2 separate regions of the Pan troglodytes genome follow, and region 1 is linked to region 2. The links are chromatin contacts, called in public Hi-C maps. All regions are on one chromosome and are shown on one strand. The core of a region is the stretch at or near the end of the contact, and the rest is flanking DNA. Distances in the headings are between cores, read along the strand shown.

Evidence for each region. A called contact is a pair of places that touch in the nucleus more often than the background predicts.
Region 1: a Hi-C map of stem cell-derived neural progenitor cells shows a contact between it and region 2, with 2.2 times the contacts expected there. The contact joins the promoter of PI4K2B here to the promoter of SEPSECS in region 2. A contact is called at or near these places in 1 of 7 Hi-C or Micro-C datasets (stem cell-derived neural progenitor cells) and 1 of 1 datasets of contacts at active chromatin or transcription factors (stem cell-derived excitatory neurons).

The regions. Positions count from the first base shown.
Region 1 is chr3:25,696,672-25,703,803 of NHGRI_mPanTro3-v2.0_pri, reverse strand. It overlaps PI4K2B (phosphatidylinositol 4-kinase type 2 beta), which reads right to left and starts at 4,155. Exons shown (of 10, transcript XM_003310263.7): 1 at 3,669-4,155. The coding sequence starts at 3,939. LOC104006007 (a long non-coding RNA gene) reads left to right here and starts at 4,222. Exons shown (of 5, transcript XR_010156496.1): 1 at 4,222-4,314.
Region 2 is chr3:25,621,449-25,628,818 of NHGRI_mPanTro3-v2.0_pri, reverse strand. SEPSECS (Sep (O-phosphoserine) tRNA:Sec (selenocysteine) tRNA synthase) reads left to right here and starts at 2,741. Exons shown (of 15, transcript XR_010156495.1): 1 at 2,741-2,980; 2 at 3,471-3,607; 3 at 4,128-4,282; 4 at 6,259-6,377; 5 at 7,037-7,195. LOC129143705 (a long non-coding RNA gene) reads right to left here and starts at 2,662. Exons shown (of 2, transcript XR_008547465.2): 1 at 2,486-2,662.

The DNA of each region.
Region 1 (7,132 bases), core at 2,906-5,405, 74 kb before region 2:
CTCCATCTTCTCATCTTTCTTCCTTTTAAATGATTTTCTTATTCTGTTCACATATTTATAAACCACCATGAATCATTAAATGACTTACAAATTCACATTTTCTTTTACTTTGGCAGCTCTTTGTGAATTCTAACACTGTTTTCTAACTGTTAGGCTCTCTAACAGGAGCTAAGCATTCCTGATTTGTATTAACTGGGAACTTGGAGAAGTCACTTCACTTCTTTGTGCTTTTTTTTTTTTTCTTTTGAGACAGGGTCTTTTTCTGTAACCCAGGCTGGAGTATAGTGGTGCAATTATAGCTCACTGGACTCAGTGTAACCTGAAACTCATGGACTCAAGCAATCCTCCTGCCTCGGTCTCCTGAGTAGCTTGGACTACAGGTGTGCACCAAAGAGGCCTCCCAAAGTGTTGGGATTACAGGCGTAAGCCACCATGCCCAGCCTCTCTCTGTACTTTCTTAAAATGAGAACAAGGCCAGGCATGGTGGCCTTGTAATCTCAGTGCTCTGGGAAGCCGAGGCGGGTGGATCATCTGAGGTCAGGAGTTCGAGACCAGCCTGACCAACATGGTGAAACCCCGTTTCTACTAAAAATACAAAATTAGCCAGGCATGTGCCTGTAATCCCAGCTACTTGGGAGGGTGAGGCAGGAGAATCGCTTGAACCTGGGGAGTGGAGGTTGCAGTTAGCCGAGATTACGCCATTACAATCCAGCCTGGGTGACAGGAATGAAACTCTGTTCCCCCACTGCCACCCCTACAGCCACCCACTGCCAAAAACAACAAAAAAAAAAATCAAAAATAGTACTCACATCACAGGGTTGGTTATGAATTAATATATATGAAGCATACAGAACTATGCCTAGCACATATTAACTGCTATGTAGGCATTAGCTATCATTACTACCGAATTCACTGATTAAAATAACTAGAACAAGGAATGCACTAATCCTTCCACTTTGACACTGATCCAACAACACTATGGTTTATGCTGTTTGTAGGCTTTGTTAAATGCCTTGTTGAAGATAACAGACATATGACATTCTTCCACTGGCTAAAGTACATAAACCTCTTGCTTATATAAGTAAGAGTTAAGCATCATAAATGATGTTCATATTAATCTAAAGGCAAGAATTTCTTGGAACTAGTGAGGTAGTTTCATGGAAATCGGACAGTAAAGGACAAATGAAGTTAATGGAGTCATTTAAAAAATAACTAAACTTAAAAATTATTAAATTACTCAATCATGAACATTTTAGTCTTTAAAAATTTTTTAAACAGTTTTCACAGAAACTATTTTAAAGTCCCATTAAAGGTAAAAACCTCCAAAATAACCACAGACACAATTATTTTATAACACTTGTGGACCCACGGCAAAACGGAAAAGGGGCAGAAGATGAAGAAAGAACCAGGCTTCCTCCTGATTTATCACTTCCTGGATATTTGACTTCGGGCAAACCATTTACCTCTGAAGACCTGAGCTACCAGTCATTACCAGTTTATTAATTCTGAATCCTCATAACGAGAATAATGGCAAATAACAACTAACTTGCTGTGCTGTTGTGAAAATAATTTTTTTTTTTTTTTGAGACAAAGTCTCACTCTGTCACCCAGGCTGGAGCGCAGTGGAGCCATCTCTGCTCACTGCAACCTCCACCTCTCGGGTTCAGAAGTGATTCTCCTGCCTCAGCCTCCCGAGTAGCTGGAATTACAGGCGCCCGCCACCATGCCTGGCTAATTTTTATATTTTTAGTAGAGGCGGGGTTTCACCATGTTGGCCAGGCTGGTCTGAAAACTCCTGACCTCAAATGATCCACCCACCTAGGCCTTCCAAAGTGCTGGGATTACAGGCATGAGCCATGGCACCCAACAGAGAATAAAATTTATTTATTTATTTATTTATTTTTGAGACAGAGTCTTGCTCTGTCTCAAGACAGAACCAGGCTGGAGTGCAGTGGAGAATAAAATATTTTTTAAAGAAAGATCTCAGCAAATTGTAAACTGTGATACAGGTAAGATACTACCTTTAAAAAAGGTAGGAATTCTAAGAATCCATTTGTATTCTAACACTATACTCTATCCTCACTTTGAATTTTTGTTGTTGTTTATTTTTTATAGAGATGGGGATCTCGCTATGTTGCCCAGGTGGGTCTCGAACTTCCAGCCTCAAGCTATTCTCCTGCCTAGACCTCCCAAAATGCTGGGATGGGATTACAGGCCTGCCATCTCGTTGGCCTCTCGCTTTGATTTTTTTCTAGCCTTAATACTGTTTGTTTATAAAACACCTCACTTTCACAGAACAAGTGCATTTTGAAGGCTTTAGGCTCTTTTAAAAATCCAGGTACACAAGGTAGCTTACACAAGGTAAGGGACAGAAAAAGGCAAGCTAGCTATTTTACAGACTAAATTCTAAGTAACATATACCCAAATTGCCCATGTAGCTAGGCAAATGCAGACCCGTTTGTGATCTGGTTTCAGCTTCACGTTGTTTGGTTAAACGTCAATGCATCCATCAGGTCACATTATAACGGGAGCAGACGTTGGTTAAAGCTTAAACAATCAGACAAACGGCTCCCCTTGGGATTCTCTGATTTATTTACTCTAGAATATGCCTGAATGTAGCCTCTAGCTAGAACTTGAGTGACCGATTCTATCCAAAATCCTTTAAACTGTAGAGGACACATTAGTGTACCACTAACAGTACATTTAAAATCTAACAATTCCAAAAAAAAACTAAGCAGTGTTAAAGAAACTTCCATTTTCTGTGGCTTTTAAGTTGTCATGTGTGAAGCCATAAACCAACCGGGTGCACAACATCTCATTTAATCCATCCTCACAACCAGCAGGGAGGTGTACCATCGCCTTTTTACAAACAAGTCTGTCTCACCTCTGAGAGTCTTACAAGTCTCTTGCTATTTCCATCACATTTGTCTAACTCCACTCAACACGCCAGAAAAACTCACTTTATTAATAAATATCCAGGCCTGCACAGCATACCTAAATTTAACTTTCAACATCATTTCAACTGCCCTGTTTCGCCTGAGGTTATCAGTCCGCTTAATAGCGAAAAGAGGTTTTTCGTTTTGGTTTTCTTATGTATTAGAAGTAAATCAAGAAAGAGAAACTAAACTGTAAGAGGGCAGGAACAGACTTTCAACTGCTTTTGCCCCCTGTGGCTAACTTCATAATAACAACATTTAATAGAAAAAGGTTTTGAAACGTGCCCCAGTGGCAACTGGATATTCTGGCTGTCCATCTCTCTCTTGTCATCCACTTTGCAAATTCACCACTCCGGGAACTTTCCTGAGAGTTCAAGGTTCTGAATTCAAAAGTCAAGTCCAAACTTGAGCAAGGACTTACGTCATTTTACAGCGTTAACCTCTCCCCAGTGTCGGTTTCTAGAAGTTTAGACTCACTTTGCGGGGAGGTCTAAAGAATCGGTTTAATGACAACCACTGGCCTTAGGAGAGGGAGCTCCCGGAGAAAGAGCGAGCAGGCTAGGTGCCCGCGGTGCGGCTGCGGCTGGCGCCGGTCCGAGCTCGGGAGCTGCTGCCCAGCGAGCGGGGAAAGCCCGTCCACCTCGGCCAGCGCGCGCGGGAGACAGGACCGAGCCGGGCGACAGGGGCAGCCGCCCGGAGGGGCGCGGGGAGTGGGGCAGGGCCGGGTCGCACCTGAAACCGCGGGGCGGCTCCGGTCCAGCTCGGCGGGCGAACTCCGCGAGACCCCCGCGTCCCCGGGCGGGAGGGGCAGCTCCTCGTCGCCGGCCTCGCCCTCCTCCCCGGCAGCGTCCAGCAGCCTCACGGCGCTGCCTGGGGCGCCTCTCCGCGGGTGGGCCCAGGCGATCCGCGGTAGCAGCGGCTCCCGCTCCCCATCCTCCTCCTCCTCCTCCGGGCTCCCGCCGTCCGCGGACGCCAACCGGTCGGGCTCGGAGGGATCCTCCATGGACTCCCTCTGCTCCCTCCGCGCTGAGACCAGATCAGAGCAGCCAGGTGCCAGAGACTGGGCTCTGCATGGCGCGGAACGGGAGCGACCGGGTAGAACGGACGCCACCTCACCAGCGCACGGGCACGCTTGGCGCCCGCCCAGCGGTTGTCCCGCCTCGCCGCCGGCCGCGCCCCACCTCGCGCCTCCGCCAGGCACCACCCCCGCGCCTGCGCAGAAGGGTCGTGGCGGCGGCGGCGGCGGCAGCGGGGCACCTGGGAGTGAACAGGGGGCGGGGCTTTTGAGGGGGCAGGTGGGGTGGGGCCGCCACCTGCTTCCGTGAGCGCGGGGAGAAGCTGGGCACAGCTCGCTTTACTCCCAGTGGAGGGCGGGAAGGTGAGTAATTTTCAAAGAGGTGCCCTCCTGCAACCAAAATCGGCTTCTCCGCGACAGAATTCTCTCTCAGAGTTTACCATAATCTGTAACTATAGATTTAATTGTATGACATTTCTTTCCTCCAGTAGACGTCCAGGAGGGCAGGGACCTTGTCTTTGTTCAGATGTTCTTGATAGTGGCAGTTTGTATGTTTTTTTTTTTTCTGACTAATCTAGCTAGAAGTTTATCAATTTTTAAATCTTTTCAAAATGTCATGTTTTGGTTCCATTGATTTTCTGTTTTCTGGTCCATTGCCTTATTTCGCTCTTTATTGCTCACTTGAGTTTTGATTTCCTCTTCTTTTTCTAGTTGCTTAGAGTAGAAGATGATTGATTCTGGATCTTTCTGCTTTTCCAATGCTAGTATTTTAAGGCTATAAATTGCCCTCTAAGCACTGCTTTAGCTGAATTCTCCTTTTTTTTTTCTTGGTGGTTGTTGTTTTTGAGACAGGGTCTCACTGTGTTATCCAGGCTGGAGTGCAGTGACACAATCATAGCTCACTGCAGTCTCAACCTCCTAAGCTCAAGGGATCTTCTCAGCTTTAAACTGTAGAAGACACAGTAGCTGGAACTGCAGGTGTGCACGACCACACCCTGTTAATTTTTAAATTTAAATTTTTTGTAGAGATGGGATCTCACTGTTGCCCAGATTGGTCTTGAGCTCCTGGTCTCAAGCAGTCGTCCTGCTTCAGCATCCCAAAATTCTGGGATTACAAGCATAAGCCACCTTGCCTGGCCTGCTACTGTGCTTCTGTTTTCCTTCAGCTGAAAATAGTTTTTAATTTCCTTTATGATTTCCTCTTTGACCCTGTAAAGGAAAATAAAAATCTCAGAACCACCCCCCCACCCCCAACTTGTTATGTCAAAGGGAGAGTTAAGCCTGGAGACTGAAGTCACCCAACACTACAATGCTTTTCCCAAATGGATAGCTGTTACTTCCCATAGTTGTATTAAAACTTTATATGTTAGCCAGACCCTCCTCAAAATGCAAAAAAAGCCTTATGCATCTCAGTCTCAGGATGACTGTCCTCAACAAATTAATCATAGTAAATTCTTTACTGGCCCTTAAACCTTTCAAGATGTATATCCTTCCATAAAACAAGGACATGTCAATTGTATAACTTTAAGTCTGCAACCTAAATCAAACTGGTACAACTAAAGTCTGTTAAATTTCACATGGATAAATTCAGTTACAAGCTTATCTTCCCAGATGCAGAACAAGGATAAGATCAATCATTCCTTCACCTGAGATATCTGTATAATTAACTTCCTTTACTCCATTTTCTTTGAATATTCACCTTATCTTATGCATAGCATAGAGTTACTGGGCACTACCTAAAGTCTAGCAAAAATGTAACCATTTGCTTCACCACCTACAACCCTCTTCCTTGATGCCTTCTCCACTTTAAAGAAAGAATAGCTGTAATTACAGGTGCCTGCCACCATGCACGGCTAATTTTTGTATTTTTTAGTAGAGATAGGGTTTCACCACATTGGCCAGGCTGGTCTCGAACTCCTGACCTCAGATGATCCACCCGCCTCGGCCTCCCAAAGTGCTGGGATTACAGGTGTGAGGTACTGCACCTGGCCTGTAAATGCCTTTTAATTGGAGTTTGGGGTCCATTTACATTTAATGTAATAATGATGTGGTTGGATTTAGATCTATTATTTTGCAATTTGGGTTTTATTTGCTTTAACCTTTTCGGTTCCTCTGTTCCTCCTTTCCTGCCTTCGTTTGGATTAATTCAATAATTCTGATTATTTCATTTTCATTCCACCATTGACTTTCTGTTATACTTATTTTTTTTCTTTTTTTGAGATGGAGTTTCACTCTTGCTGCCCAGGTAGGAGTGCAGTGGTGCAATCTTGGCTTACTGCAACCTCTGTCTCCTGGGTTCAAGCTATTCTCCTGCCTCAGCCTTCTGAGTAACTGGGACTACAGGCACATGCCACCATGCCCAGCTAATTTTTGTATTTTTAGTAGAGACGAGGTTTCACCATGTTGGCCAAGATGTTCTTGATCTCCTGACCTTGTGATCCACCCACCTGAGCCTCCCAAAGTGCTAGGATTACAGGCATGAGCCACCACGCCTGGCCTCTGTTATACTTCTTTACATTAATTTTTAGTGCTTACACTAGGGTTTTCAATACTCATCCTTAAATTATCTCAGTGTACTAAGAGCCAATATTGTACTATTTGACATAAGAGGTAAGAACTTAGTGTCATTCCATTTATGCCCCATCGTTTATGTTATTGCTGTCATGTATACTAGACCTAAATATTTAAATACAGTGAATAATTTTTGCCTTAATTGCTTTTTTAGAGAAATTACCTACATAGTTACAACTTCCGGTGTTCTTCCTTCCTTTTTGTAGATCAGAGTTTCTATCTAGTATCATTTCCCTTTCCTCTGAAGAATTAAAAACAAATTTTATAATGCAGATTTGCTGATTAATATGGCTTGGCTGTGTCTCCACCAAATCTCATCTTCAATTCCCACGTGTTGTGGGAGGTGGGAGGTGGGAGGTGATTGAGTCATGGGGGCAGATCTTTCCAGTACTGTTTTCATGATGGTAAGTGAGTCTCATGAGATCTGATGGTTTGAAAAACAGGAGTTTCCCTGCCCAAGCTCTCCTTGCCCGCTCCCATCCACGTTAGATGTGACTTTCTCCTCTTTGCCTTCCCCCATAATTGCAAGGCCTCCCCAGCCATGTGAAATTGTAAGTCCAATAAACCTCTTTCTTTTGTAAATTGCCCAGTCTCAGGTATGTCCTCATCT
Region 2 (7,370 bases), core at 1,492-3,991:
AGTTTGAGTAATGTATTTAAGGTTATACAACTAGTGACCCTAGCAGAATTTAAACCTGTGTGTTCTGGACCTATTTTAAATGATGCTTCATCTTGTAAAGACCATGAGGTTATTCTGATGTTGCCCTATTAAAAATAGTAATTACATACTATTATTAAAAATAGTAATTACATACTATTTTAAAATAGTAGTTACAAACTACTATTTTAAAATAATAATTACATACTATTTTTAATAGATAGCATCATTTAAAATAGGTCCAGAACACACAGGTTTAAATTCTGCTAGTGTCACTCATTGTATAACCTTAAATACATTACTCAAACTTCTTGAGCTTTGCTTTCCTGATCTGTAAAATGGGCATATGGATAAATATTTGTTGGATGAGTGAATGGATGAAAGTAATTTTAGAATACTTCTCTTGAAATTGCTTCCAAAGCTGGTATCTTTTGAATACCTTTAATGAATGCATATCTTGACAATGACTAATTTTTGGAAACAGACAAACATTTTTCTGAAGTAAGGTGGTGAATAAGGTGAGAGAAGAAGCTGGCTCAAAAACCTGGCGTGTCCATTCAGTAATGACATTAATTTTGGGATTTTTGCACATTTTGCATGTGATTGACAAAGCAGCTTTGAAGGCTTTTCCAAAGAAGTTGCAAAAATAGTTGCATTTTGAGAATAGGAACTCAACTTTCCAAAAGTTTGAAAAATACTCATTTTAGAAAGTACGCTAAATTCTTGTTGTTTTGTGGTTTACCTTTCTGTTTAAAGTAGTTAAATGCTCTATGTCATTCAACAAATATTTATCAAACAGCTATTATGTATTTAGTGCTGTGCTTTGAACACAGATATTGGTATAGCCCTTGTGAACCAGGAGTTCACAGTCTAGTTGAGACAGAAAATTAACAATTGAAATGCAATTCAACAAATACCGTAAATAGACTGATTTATATTAATAGCTGGATGCCATGGGAACATGCAGTAGAAACAGTGATGAGCTGGTACATGTTGAACAACTGACTTCTAGGGGAGTGGGTTGGAGTGTAAGGGCCTGATTAGCAGTGTTCACTGACTTCCATGGTGTAAATGCTCCCACCATGGCCAACGTGACATCATCAAAAGAGGAGTTGGAAGATGTGCAGTAGTATAACATTACATTGAATTTCCACCATATAGATAAAATGCATGTAAATAACCTGAAGAGCATAGATAATAGTAAAATGTAAAATAATTAGGAAGTGACAAATTTTGAGTATTTTTACTTTTGCTTGTAATATAATTTTTGAGTGGCTGTATTTGAAAACTAGCTCACAAAATCACTGAACATTTAACAATCAGCTCTTGCAAGTGGGTGTGAATCAGTGCAAATGGACAAACCACCAGGTGAAAGCAATGTCAGGAATTACTGTAGGCTCACATAAGATGAAGATTGTAAGGAAACTGGAGGCAGGGATCTCCAGCAGTGAACCTCTAAGTTGTTGAACTGTTACAGCACTGCCAGGTTCCTATGCCGGCTGTGCAGAAACAGACCAATATTCCGACAGCAGGCTTGCAGCAGAGAAAGAGTTTTAATAATCACAAGTTACAAGCCAGGAAACAGGAAGAGTTCTCAAGCTTCAATCCATTTCATCAAGGGGTTCTAGGCAAAGGTTTTTAAGGGGATTTGTGGAGGGTGAGGGGCTGGAAAATTTGGGGTTACCGATTCGTTGGGGTAAGGGAGATGAAATCATTAGGATGTGACAATTTCATTCCTCCATGAATCAGCTTTTTATTGGGCCTTCCAGACAAGCTGGCATCCTTAGTTTTGTTGGTATGCGGGACCTAAAGAAGCAATGCAAACAGAAAGCTTATCTTCTCATAATCTCTAGATTTTATCTATAGAGCAGAAAAAGAATGAAGACTCTTGTGACAAGGGCCACATTCTCATGGGGTAGTAAGTAGCAACCAGCTACAAGAAAGTCGGCCACACGGCAGGCTGGCTGAATAACAGCAGCTGTAAGCCTAGTTGGATTTTTTTCCCCTCCTTAATCAATTTTACAAAATGTTCTTGGGGATAGTTTCAGAATGGTCAAACTAATTCATTAATTCAATATCAACTTTTTTTTTAGGCCCTACTTTATTCTGGGCACTGTTTTAGGTGCCCGGGGGAAGGGGGCACCGCAGCAAAAACCGAGGCCCTGCCGTTAGGTTAGAGAGTTTACATTCGTGGGTATGGGTGTGTGTGTGTGTGTATAAACAAACGTCTGGCATGTCACGTGGTGAGTGGTAAGTGCTATGGCTAAACAGTAGTGTCAAGGGGAAAAGGAGTGGGGCACTGCTATTTCCTATGGGGTTGTGAGGCAGTAGTAAGTGTGGAAATGTATCAAAGTAAAGATCGAAGGTTCTGGCGTCTGACAGTTTGAATAAGGCGGAAGCACAGACTCTGCACAGATCTCAACCATCCAACAGGACTGAAACACAGAACTTGGAAAAACCCACGTACCTGCTTCTTACTTTGCTCGCCCGGTCTGCACAAGTGCAAAATCCTCTCCTGAAGTTCGTATCAGGAACACCAGGGTTTAACTAGACGAATCAGCCGCAGCGGGGCGGGGCTAATTTCAGTCCCTCCTTTGCCTGAAGTCAGCGAAAAGCGCGGACTCCCTCGCGCATGCTCAAATACGCCAACTTCCTCCTGGAGCGCCATCTGAGAAGGTCTGCGCATGTGCACGAACGACAAGTGTTTTTTTTTTTTTTGTTTGTTTGTTTTTTTTTGTCCCAAGGCGCTGCCGTACCGTCCAGGCGGCGAGTTGCATTCCGGTTCCGTCGTGTGTCTGGCGTGTGGAGCTAGTGCTCCCGCTTATTCGCCACTGTCGCCACCGCTGTCATGAACCGCGAGAGCTTCGCGGCGGGAGAGCGGCTGGTGTCGCCGGCTTACGTGCGGCAGGGCTGTGAGGCCCGCCGCTCGCATGAGCACCTCATACGGCTGCTTCTGGAGAAGGTACCGAGCTGTCGGTCCCCTCCCCAGCCGCCGCGACCCCGGGGCTCTGGCTCCGCCGGGCGTCCCCGCTGGTGCTGCCTCACCGGCAGCTCTTTGCTGCTTGAGACTAGTCCCAAGTCTGTCTCAGCTTGGCTTGCCCTAGCTGATCGACTGCGGTCTGTGCCTTCTCAGCCTTGCCAAAGCCAGTGAAAGCCAAATGGTGTTGTTAGGAGGGGGTGTTGGGGTCGGGGTTTTGAGTCCCGCTGTTTCTAACTTCGGGATGCGGAAGTGAGGGAAAGTCCCAGTGTACTTTTTTATTCGCGGAAAGGGCAAAGTTCGCACCTCCATCTTTCACCACCCTCAACGACTCAGAACACATAATGGTGTTTGTAGACTGTATGCTAACTCGAACCACGAGCTTTCCGCGGAACTTCACAGGTCTCCCTCCTGCCAGCGTTCATGTATTTTAATTTCATTAAAAGTTTTGTTGTGTTTTGTTTTTTTGAAACAGAGTCTCGCTCTTTCGCCCAGGCTGGAATGCAGTGTCGCGATCTCGGCTCACTGCAGCCTCCGCCTCCCGGGTTCACGCCATTCTCCTGCCTCAGCCTCCCGAGTAGCTGGGACTACAGGCGCCCGCCACCACACCCGGTTAATGTTTGTATTTTTAGTAGAGATGGGGTTTCACCATGTTGGCCAGGCTGATCTCAAACTCCTGACTTCAAGTGATCGGCCATTCTTGGCCTTCCAAAGTGCTCGGATTACAGGCGTGAGCTACAACGCGTGGCCAAAATTTCATTAAAGTTTGACAACTACCACCCTTCTCCACGTCCCACCGCCCCAATCGTAACGCCCTGGTTTGAAGCATCTTCATTGGGGTTGTGGTGTATTGGTTTTCAGTTAGTTTCACTTACGGAAATTTAAATATCTGAGTAAACCTCATTGTATGCATTTATCATCACTTCTCGAAATCTGTAAATAATTGTAATCAAATGTACAAACGTTTTGCCTCTTTGCGGTCTCTATATAGTGGTGAATTTATGCCTGAATTTTAGAAAACAAGGAGCTTGGCAAAATACACGTTTAAAAGACAAAATGTATTCCTGTAGTATTCTAGAGAACGGTAGTTTTATTAAATATAATCATAAGTTTTTTTTTTTTTTTTTTTAAGGGCAAGTGTCCAGAGAATGGCTGGGATGAAAGTACACTTGAACTCTTTTTACATGAACTTGCAATCATGGACAGCAACAATTTCTTAGGCAATTGTGGTGTGGGAGAAAGGGAAGGGAGAGTGGCATCCGCACTGGTTGCTCGTCGTCATTACAGGTATCTTTTTTTAAGTAGTACAGGAGATATATCGTTTATTTATTTTTGGTTCAAAATAATGGCAGCAGTATTCATCTTATTAGATTATCAGATGTCAGTTTGTAAACCACTTCTTCCCTGCTCTAATGGATATGTAAGCCAAATGCAACAGGGAGATGGAAACAATTTTATCTCAGCAGATGCTTTTCAAAGACAATAGAGTAAAACTAAGTGGGGGTTACCCTGTCAGGTTCTGGGTGACTAACACAGGCTATACGTTTTCTTAGGAACGGTTACCCTAATAAACATATCTGGCTGTAAGAGTTCAAAATCCATTAAGGTTGTTTATAGCTTTCCATATTTCTTTTCTAACATTGGTAGTGTTTTTTTTTTAGAATGATTTATAGTTATCAACTTTAAATTTTGTTTTAAACTGTGTTTAAACTGAATCCCATTTTATAAATACCTCTCTGTTGCAATAGATACAAGGAAAGGTGTATTAGATTATTAAGTGACCTTTTTCTTTTGCATTATTGCAGAAAGCTTTTCATCAATTCTGATAACGATTTAATTGGTAGTTAATTGGTAGTTAATATGATCACTCATTGCTCTGTCCACTAACCTTTCTGTGAAATGTAAACTCTTTTAAATGAAACTCCTGTCTTCCATGCTTTTACATTATAATGAAAATTTCCTGGGCATCGTAGAATTTGTATTTCAGTAAAAACCACTGCAGTCAAAACTGATGATAATGCCTAACTTGGATGAAAATTTCAGTTAACAGTTTGCTGATAACATGGTTGATAATATATGTAAGAAATGTTTTGTACATGAGATTTCAGTGGTGAGGAAGTACAGCACTAGTATTCTTCGATAATCCCCCTATACCGAATTTCTGATATATTTGACTGTCAATTAGAAATTACTCAAATTACGAAAGGGTTTTTTATTTTAAAGAGTATTGAGAGATATCTTTAAACAATGTATAATATCGTCTAATTTAAAATGAGATTTGCACACTGATTTTCTAGGAGCATATAGTTCTTTTAAAATTAAGGCAATATTTGAACCATCATTGGAACTTAGCCCAGTGTGGAATTAGGGGAAAAGTAAAGAAAAAAGATAATTTGGCCGGGCACGGTGGCTCACGCCGGTAATCTCAGCACTTTGGGAGGCCAAGGCGGGCGGATCACGAGGTCAGGAGATCCACACCATCCTGGCTAACATGGTGAAACCCCGTCTCTACTAAAAATACAAAAAAATTAGCCGGGCGTGGTGGCGGGCGCCTGTAGTCCCAGCTACACGGGAGGCTGAGGCAGGAGAATGGCGGGAACCTGGGAGGTGGAGCTTGCAATGAACCAAGATCGCGCCACTGCACTCCAGCCTGGGCGACAGAGCGAGACTCCGTCTCAAAAAGAAAAAAAAAAAAAAAGATAATTTAATGTTTCATGTATTCTAGTTTTCTATTGCTACAGAACAAACCACCCTAAAATTAAGTGGCTTAAAACATTTATTGTTACCTCTCATAGCTTTTTGGAATAACTGGGCTCAGCAGGGTGAGTATTGCTTTGGGTCTGTCATGTAGTTGCAGTCAGATACTGGCTGAGAGTTTAGTCATCTGAAGGTTTGCCTAGCATGAAAATTTCACACAGTCACTTCTGCTAGATTCTTCCTGGCCAAGCAAGTTACTAAATTCAGCCCAGATTCAAGTGGAGAGGAAGTAGACTCCATCTCTTGGTGTGGGAGTAGCATGTGGGCATAGGGAGAAAAAGAACTGATGGTGGCCGTCTTTGGAAACTAGCTATCACAGCATAATTGATGAAGTTATTTCAATTTAAGTAGGAGAGTTCCACATCATTAATAGTTTGTGACATATATCTGTAACAGCCAAATATTGCTCCTGGTGTTTTTTTGGTTATTATATTTGCATATTTGTACATTGTATTACTCGGAATGCTGAATGTATTTGTCCAGTTTTTGGCCCATTTTTTGCTTAGGTTCATTCATGGCATTGGACGATCCGGTGATATTTCTGCTGTGCAACCAAAAGCTGCAGGCTCTAGCCTTTTGAACAAAATTACCAATTCTTTGGTCCTGGACATTATAAAGCTGGCTGGTATGTACTGTCTTAATCATAATGCTTTTGGCTGTCTGGACACACACACACACCACTGACTCATTTCATTTATTATTGCCCCTTTCCAAAAAGAGTATGAGTGGCTTTTGAAAAGACTTCTTCTTTTTTTTTTTTTTTTTTTTTGAGACGGAATCTAGCTCTGTCGCCCAGGCTGGAATGCAGTGGCGCGATCTCGGCTCACTGCAAGCTCCGTCTCCCGGGTTCACGCCATTCTCCTGCCTCAGCCTCCCGAGCAGCTGGGACTACAGGCGCCCACCGCCACGCCTGGCTAATTTTTTTTTTGTATTTTTAGTAGAGACGGGGGTCTCACCGTGTTAGCCAGGATAGTCTCGATCTCCTGACCTCGTGATCCGCCCGCCTTGGCCTCCCAAAATGCTGGGATTACAGGCATGAGCCACCGCGCCCGGCCGAAAAGACTTTTTTTTTTTTTAAATAAAAAGTCTTTAGAATAAGATAGAAAATCAGAGCCATAAGCCCTGAAGTTGAATTTGGCATTGAGCTTCCCAAGAGCGAGTACAGAAACAGAAGCACTAGGGCTACGACTCTTACTATTTTATATATGAAATATATTATTTCCTCAAGAAGGATGCTGGGTGCTTAGTGGGATAACAGATTTCTGTTTTGCTTCTTATTTGTAGGTGTCCATACAGTAGCCAACTGCTTTGTAGTTCCTATGGCAACTGGTATGAGTCTAACTCTGTGTTTCTTAACATTACGACACAAAAGACCAAAGGCAAAGTATATTATATGGCCACGAATAGACCAGAAGTCCTGCTTTAAATCCATGATCACTGCAGGTAAGAGAAGTGTCATACATAATGTTTTAAACATCATAATTATGAAATTCAGATTTCTTATATAAAGATAGATAAATGAAAAATAAACTAACTCTCTTCCCTATTGCTTTTTTAAAAGAAAAAATTGTAAAATATATGTAACAAAATTTAATGTTTGTATTACTCTATGCAACTT